Regions from separate parts of the Zea mays genome. Here all the other regions are linked to region 1. Evidence: chromatin contacts called from public Hi-C data. All regions are on one chromosome and are shown on one strand. Each heading gives the region's core, a stretch centred on a gene start, on an enhancer-like site or on the middle of the called end of the contact. The rest is flanking DNA. Distances are from core to core; before and after follow the strand shown.

Evidence for each region. Hi-C and Micro-C count contacts between places; a contact is called where the count stands out from the background.
Region 2: a Hi-C map of ear shows a contact between it and region 1, with 2.6 times the contacts expected there. The contact joins the promoter of LOC103626168 here to the promoter of LOC100384033 in region 1. A contact is called at or near these places in 3 of 25 Hi-C or Micro-C datasets (ear, endosperm and tassel).
Region 3: a contact with region 1 is called in a Hi-C map of ear, with 2.4 times the contacts expected there. The contact joins the promoter of LOC100382215 here to the promoter of LOC100384033 in region 1. A contact is called at or near these places in 3 of 25 Hi-C or Micro-C datasets (ear, leaf and tassel).

The regions. Positions count from the first base shown.
Region 1 is chr5:30,680,449-30,683,209 of Zm-B73-REFERENCE-NAM-5.0, forward strand. LOC100384033 reads right to left here and starts at 1,326. Exons shown (of 15, transcript NM_001362240.1): 1 at 433-1,326; 2 at 232-354. The coding sequence starts at 823.
Region 2 is chr5:30,451,019-30,453,779 of Zm-B73-REFERENCE-NAM-5.0, forward strand. LOC103626168 (probable serine/threonine protein phosphatase 2A regulatory subunit B''delta) reads right to left here and starts at 1,325. Exons shown (of 13, transcript XM_020538292.3): 1 at 737-1,325. The coding sequence starts at 886.
Region 3 is chr5:30,896,811-30,899,571 of Zm-B73-REFERENCE-NAM-5.0, forward strand. LOC100382215 (Cyclin-dependent kinase inhibitor 5) reads left to right here and starts at 1,428. Exons shown (of 3, transcript NM_001174972.1): 1 at 1,428-1,891. The coding sequence starts at 1,575.

The DNA of each region.
Region 1 (2,761 bases), core at 76-2,575:
TGGAAAAGTTAAGGGCAAACAGTGTAGCAGCAAATAACACTATGTATGTCAAATCAAAAAAATCATAGAAAGTTAGAAACAATAGCATTCACGAACATTGAGTTCTATCGCAGTGATGTTCACCTAGGAAGGGGATAACATTATAAATCAGTCAATAGGAAAGAAGATATTGTAAAATGTTGGGAAACATCCCACCAGAGATACAACAAAGAGTATATTATGGAAGGATATGAGTATCATTGAATATCCCACTCAAAAAATTCCTAAATGAAAGAACCAAAGTGTCCAGCCACTCTTTGGAGAAATATAGACGGAATTGTGGATCCAAGCTTGGGTTCTTAATATATGGAATAGCTGCACATTGTTATTGAGATTGACAAAGCATGAGAATGACGTATAAGGAGTTAGGAAAAAGAAGGCAAGAACACGCACCAAACCATGCCAGCCAATCTCCACGCTTTTGCATCAGATAATTGCCACTCTCACCAAAGAATTCAATTACTTTGTCTTGTCTTCCAGATTTCAAAGCATTAATAACATAGTACCTTAATACTGACAGCTCCAACTTAACAAGGGTTGAGAACAACTCTGTGTCCGCAGGTGACATGAAACACTGCTTGAAAAAGGCAAACAGACCGAGCAACTTGTCCAGTTGGTATTTCGGTACATACTCTGAGAACACTAAATCCACGATCTTGTCTCCTTGAAAGTTCCTGCCAATCTCAGTAGACAACTCTGTCTCATACGCTTGCAGCGTACTTGTGAAACCCCTGAAAACTAGAAACTCCCTCACGAGCTCCTCAGCATAACGCATATTCTCCATTGTAGTCCAATGTGTTGCTGAAAGTGTACTATGAGAAGTTATAAGAAGACCAACTATAGATCAGGGTTCCAACAGGCGGCACTAAGCGCACGCTTCAGCGCTAAGCGGACGGGTAACGCTTCGTTGGGGCATAAGCGCTACCAAAGCGGTGCGGCCGCCTTGGTAGAGCAGCGGCTGCTGGCTCCCGCTGCCCGCCGGCCGTACGCGGCGCGCAGTGCAGCCGCCGGGGCCGGGCGCTGTCAACGGTCCACCGGAGGCGGGAGGGGAGCGGGAGGCGCGCACGCAGGGTCACCGGCCGGTGTGCGGAGGACCGGAGGCGAGGGCGCGAGGCGATTGGCAAGAGGCGGGAGGGGGAGCCGCTGACGCCGCCGCCGAAATTGGGACTGCCCCGCCGTCGCTGAGAGCCCGAGCCCGAGCCTGAGCGCCGCCGTCGTCGCCTGCGTGCCGAGCGCGAGTCGGGGAGGGAGTCGAAGATGGAGCGCCGGCAGATGGGAGATGAAGAAACGGTGGCGGCTTTCGGCCTGTGTGCCTTCCTGGAGCTCCAGTTGGGCCTCGACCCTGGCCTGCTCCACGTCTGGCCCGTGCGATGTATAGCCCTCTCGCACATCTTTTAGAGATGGCAATGGGTACCCGCTACCTGAAACTCAGTGGGCTTTTGCTCTATTAGAATATGAATTTAGATCAATTTCTCTACCCATGAGTTTATTAATAAGTTCAAATGAAAATCCAGCGGGTACGTGGGCATGGACTTGTTCTTTCACTATCCATACCCGCAAACTCATGTGTTTTTAAAACTCGTCTTAAAATCAATATATCTTATAAATATGTCTCATAATATTATTAATTGAATATGTTCTAATTGAAATAAACTCAGGCAACGACTGCTGTGCAAGCAATCCTTCTGTGCAAGCGTGCAAGCAAACCATCTGATCCGTTAGATCGTGATCCAACCACAGATATAACCATAGTTTGTTAGGGGTTTTTTTATAAAGATTATTAAGCTAGTGGTGGAAGGGTTTAAGTGTTAAATGTGACTTACGGTTCGATCACGATCTAACGGATCAGATGATTTGCTTGCACGCTTGCATAGAAAGATTGCTTGCACAACAGTCGTTGCCATAAACTCAATGTAACAAAGTTTAAGCTAAAATTAGTTATCACTTGTTCCTTTTATTCGGGTTTATTAATACATTAACTATCATTTATATGATGAATTATTTTTCGTGTTGATGTTAGTGGGTATGGGAAACCCTTTGGGTACCCAAAACCCGCATGGGCATGGGTTTTGGCAAATTTTTATACCCGTCATAGGTATGAGTTTTTTAGCGGCCATATTTTTTCTTCACGGGTATGAGTTTGGGCAAGTAATAGCGAACGAGTTTTTACCCGTTGCCATCTCTACACATCGGCTTTTCACCTTTATCTCACGGCAACAACTGATATGCAATCAGGTCTTATATGCAAGCGTCGTTAGATTATGATTCAATCATGAATTACATTTAACACTTAAACCATTCTATCACCAACTCGTGTAGATTTATAGGAAACCCCACTAACAAACCACGATCATGTCTACAGTTAGATCATGATCTAACAAACTAAGAGGCTCGCTTGCACGCTTGCATATAAGGTCTGATTGTATATTAGTTGTTGTCCTATCTCACTCCCTATATCATTTTGTTTTATGCTACTTTATAAACAGTTTAGTTTATAATATAAAACAGTATTTTACACGATATACGTTGTATTGAGCACTTGTCCGTACGTATAGCGTGTAGGTCCACGCGAGTATACTAGCGAGCTCCTGGGCTTTCTTAGGGCTTATTTGTTTTGCTCTCAATCCATGTAGATTGGATGGAATTAAATGGATTTAAATATTAAATAAAACAAAATCTTTCATATTTTTTTCAATTCTATCCAATCCACACGGGATAGGAA
Region 2 (2,761 bases), core at 75-2,574, 230 kb before region 1:
TGAAAATAAGAATTCATCAATTCAGACTAAGACAAGCTTCACATGCACCAGACTAGTTCCTATATCATTGTTGTCGTGAAACACAGCTCAGATGATACTAATAAGATCACTGTATATGGCACATATAAGTTACTAAAATTCAAAAAACAATAGTAGTGTTGATAACCATTGTTTTCGGACGACTTGTTGGTCGTTCTGGCTGGCCAACTTGGGCGATTAGTCGTAATTGGTCAAAACCGACTTGAATGATTAATCGTGACTAATCGGGACGACTTGAAAACAGTCCTGATAACAATGAAGTAACTTAATGAGACTAAATATCACTACCAGATTCCCGACCTAAGTTGCTTTGAGTCTGGTAGTAATCTATAGCCTCATATGGTACTATACTCAAATTTACCCTTCTGCCCAGTTACACTGAAATTTACATTGGCGAGTTTCTGATAACAAGAATACAAGATCATAGACAGAGAAACACAAGTACGAACAAAGACAAACCAAGCCACTAAATGAACCCTGCACTTTGGTCTACCAAACTCCATCATCATACTTTATCGAAGTCATAAGCTGGTAAATGTGATACAAAATAACAACCTAACCAGTACTCGCCGCAGCATAAAGGGCACCAACCAAAACGTAGAAACGATGTTTCTAACTTATCTGAGCCTTCCAGGGAAATGTAAGCACAAACTAAAGCAACAAGCAAGGAAGGCGAGAGGACGCGTTGAAGGGGTACCAGCTTGGTCGTCTCAGGTAGCACGAGCCACTGCGCGTACAGTGCATCAGCTATGGAGTTCTCACGAAGCGCGCCCGGCGCGAGCTCCGCCAGCTGCAGCAGCTCCAGGTCCAGCGCTGCCGCGTCCCTCCTCGCTGGCTCCACCTCCATTGCTCCCAAGCTTTAGAGGCCTTCTCATACAACAAGCGGGCCACCAAAACCCAGATCTGCGCCCGCGCGTCCGGACGCTGTTCCGGCGGGGAGGAAGGGCGAAAATCCGAGCTCAGCAGGATCAGTGAGGAACAACGAAGGAGGATCGAGTGGCGGCAGCGGCGAGATCTCAAGCGACGGCTGGAGGCGGGGCCGGGAGCAGGCGAAACCCTAGGCAAGCAGCCGAGCTAGGAGGTGGAGAGACCGGAAGACGGCGACGGCGATATAACAGCGGAGGGCAAAATACATTTGTCTTTCCGATGCCACTTTCGGTTTGAGATTAAGAATTGAGCAAAATAAATTTGTCTTTTAAAATACCATAGTTTTAGGGTCTCTTACTCTCTTTGACCGAATTTTTTACATTTTAAATCTTTTTAAAATTTATACGATTGATCTGGACAACGTAATTTCAACTTTAAACCCTTTTCTCGATGTCACAGTTCACGCCTCCACGGCATCGACGTAACACGTCTCGATGTCGCGACTTATGCAGCAAGGTACCGGGCGACCAGTGTTGCACTGGTGTCTACGTGGCGTCTAGCTCAAAAGTAAAAGTCGTGGTTGCGTCTTCTCTCGTCGCACCTTCTCTCGCTGCAGGGCCACCAGACCTCATCCCCACCTTCTCTCGCATATTTAGTTGGTAATTTATTGAGAAATTTAGTTAGGAACATTATTTAGTTAGAAAACTTGCTAGTTAGTGTCGGTGTTTCGAACTAGCTCTGATAAGTAAAGTTGTTTGTACGCGTTCCAGGGTCTAGATGGTGTGCTCATTTGGTGATCCTACCGGTGGTTTCTAGGTTACGGATCACCTCCCCCAGGGGAACGTCGTTACCACGGTGATGGAGTGCGATTCAAAATAATGTTTGAGCTTTCGCTTAGTAATGAGAACAGTGTACAAGAGCTTTTGTACCTAGGGTAGTGAGTCTTTGTGTCTGTTAAGACCTCACTTATGAAGTAGACGGGATGTAGGGGTGAAAACGGGCGGATACGGACGGATAGTAGGTCATCCCGTATCCTACCCTAATGTATTTCAATCGGATACGGGATCGGATACGGATAGTTAGAAACGGGACGGATACGGATATAGGGACCGGGTATTTAGTCGGGCGGATAAGGGACGGATACGGATGTTATGTAGCCGGATACATGCGGATACCGGGTACTTATCGGATAATGCATAAATTGATTATCATTCACTATAATTCAGTTGGTGCATAAAATAGTTACATCGTGCAACATAATAGTCCATCATGACAATATAACAATAAGTTTACATCATGGAATGTAATATTCTAACATGACAATATAGCAATAAGTTCACATCATACAACAGAATAGTCCAACATGATAATATAGCAGTAGGTTCTCATCATTCAACACATCATACAATATAGCATTACATAGACCATAGATCAACAAGACAATATAACAATAAGTTCATAGCATACAATAGTCTAACACAATAGTTCAAATATAATAGCGATAAGTTCACATCACACAAGAGTCTAACATAGCACAAGATAGTTCAACACAATAGACTATTACAATAAAAGGTAGTTTTCAAATGGCATAAAATAGTGGAAGCAATCCATGCTTGTTTAAAGATCTCAAGTCGCAACATCATGCTTGTTTTTTTTGTCTCATGGGGAACCAGACACAAGGCAGGTCACCTATAATAATACATGCATGGGATTATGAAACTGCAAAGGGAACAAACAAAAGTACTATAGCTACTAACAAGCATGGTTATGTGTGCAGTATGTGCTTTTAATCACATACCCCCTATCTTTTCAACAGGAAAACAGGGATCAACAATGCCCTTTCCCCACATAAAAG
Region 3 (2,761 bases), core at 178-2,677, 220 kb after region 1:
TTATAACTTGCCACATTAAAACACTACACTTCCGTAGCCCTCATTTTAATACAGGAATATATTAAACTAATTTAAATATATTCTTATTTTTATGTATACTCTACAAAATAAAAATTAAATACATTACTCAAAATGCCTAAAAAGACCCCTTAAAACACAAAGTTGCAACTCCTGTTTTTACTGCAGTATTAAAACTGACTTATTATACACAGAACAATATTTGGTAAACCAGCAAAAATCTATGTTTTTAAAACTGAAGCATTGTAAATACTATAATTGTTTTAAAGTATTTTAAATTTAAGTCTCGATCTCAGTTTTTAATATTGTGGTATTTAAAGTGTGATATTACCATGACTAAAGTATATTGTAGTATTTTAAAAACTATGATTTTCAAACTTTGTTTCTAAACAGGACCAAAAACCAGTTACCCCAACTAAAATCAGTTTTGGTTGGTTAGTGATTGTTTATGGAAAAAAGGCTATTGGATCTAAACACTCCTATTCACTTTTTTTTTTCTAAAAGTGAGTTTTCAGAAATCAAGAGTAGAAACAAGTTTTCAAGGAATCGGAGTAAATTCAAACAGGGTAGATCCTTAAAAAAACTAAAATCACTCTTTCCTCTCTTAGAGGGTGTTTGGTTAGAGGGACTAAAAATTAGTCTCTAGTTTCTAGTCTCATTTAGTCCCTTTTTTGCCAAACACTAGAACTAAAATATAGACTAAAATGATTTAGTCTTTAGTCCTTCACATAGGTGCTAAAAGAGACTAAAAGCCCACATGAGTGTATTCCAAGGACATTTGAGTCTTTGGATAGTGTATTTAATGACTTTAGAATCTATTTAGTCTCTAGAATCAAACAAGTAGGGACTAAAGTTTAGTCTAGAACTAAAGTTTGGTCCTATAACTAATTGAAACCAAACGTGGCCTTACCACACGCCCCTCGCACCAGGCTTTCTCTCTCTTAGACTGGCCGCAACGGACGCGGCGCGACGCCCCCTCCCCTTGCCCTGTAGCTCGCATGGCGGCTACAGGGCGCCTCCCAACGCCGCAGCGGTGGACGCTAGCCAGCGCTCTACGAAGAGGTAACGTTCTCTCTCCCCCTTGTTCTGGCGTTGTCTCTCTTCCCCTCTAAACACTGTTCACGTGGGCCCGCTTCCAATTGTTAGTAGATAAAAAATTTATAGTAGATGAAAAGTATGTATAAAAAATGATATTTTATAGTGTAGTGGGATATAGGGGGAGTATTTAGAGGGAACCGCTGCGGGAGATGAAAAAATAGGGGTGGAATGTTGATGATGTGACCCAAAAAAGTGATATAGGGGGAAAAATTTAGGGGAAACGGTTGCGGATAGCCTTACCTAAGCCACCCTTTAAATGGCAACACCAACACCCGTCCCGACCTCTTCTCTCCTAATTATTCCCGGGCTTCCTCCTGTGTACACCGCTCCCGCCCCGCCTACCATTTAACCCCCGCTTCCCCTGGCCTCTGCCGCCCCGCCGCACAGAATCGCTTGGTGCACCCGGCGACTCGGCGAGGGCCTCCCTGAAACCCTAGCTTGCCCAGCCCCGCCGGGCCATGGGCAAATACATGCGCAAGGTAAAGGTTTCCAGCGAGGTTGCCATCATGGATGTCGCCGCTGCTCCGCTCGGGGTCCGCACCCGCGCGCGCGCCCTCGCGCTGCAGCGCCTTGAGAAGCAGCAGGTGCAGCAGGAGGAGGGCTGCGGCGGTGAGTACCTGGAGCTAAGGAGCCGGAGGCTCGAGAAGCTGCCGCCGCAGGTGGCGTCCGTGAGGAGGTGCGGCGGGAGGAAGGTGGCGGCCACGGCCCCCGCCGCTATGGAGGAGGCGGAAGCATCGTACGGGGAGAACATGCTCGAGTCGGAGGCCATGGGGAGGTGAGTTCTTGGATTGAAATTTCTGTTGCGTTCTTGGGTTGCTTGCACGGGTTTTGGGTTTAGTGGATTCCGATTGTGTGGTACCAAGATTTTTTTTTTGGGACAGAAAGTTGGAATTTTAGCGCTATGCGTTTCTATTTGAATGCTTTCGTTTTTTTCCTTTTTCGCGCAGTGTGTTCGACTTCAAATTGGGAGTCATGCGAATCCCCCCAGCACGCTTGTACAGCTCCTATGCTTTCTTGCGGATTTTTCTACGCCAGGAACCCCTTTGCTAATTCTTGCCGTGCTCTCCTTGCGCTTAATTTTTTCGGCGGTGTATCTTCCATTCTCTTTTGAAATCAAAAGTCACCCCATATTTTAATGCCAAAACCATTGTCGCTGCCGTGTGTCCGAGAAATTAGTCTCTAATTCTTGCAATAATCGGTTGACGCCGTCCAAACTCCAACATCACCCCATAAAAGCCCCAATCCCACCTCTGGCTTGGCTTTGATTCTCTGAAGCACCGAATAAGTTGTGCTCAATCTTGTACCAGAGCGGCAGAGCCCAATTAATCCGCTAGCTTAGTGGAGTCTCTTGCAGTGGCCAGCCATGGCGTCCTCCTTTTTCCATAGTGGAACGGAAAAGTGGCCTCCTTTCCCCTTGTTCTTTCCCCTTCCCCATGGACGCACACGCCCTTGTTTCTTTTGCTTGCGAGGAGACGAGTAGCCGGGGACCCCTCAAATCTTTTACCAATCAATCAAAAGCCCTTACTTTTCGCAAGAAATTTCTCTGTTCCACCCTCGAAAAAGCGCCCTCTGCTCTCACCCTCCCTCACAGCCTCATTTCTCGCTTGGGTCTCTCACCACTGGCCTGTCACCTCTTTGGGAGGAA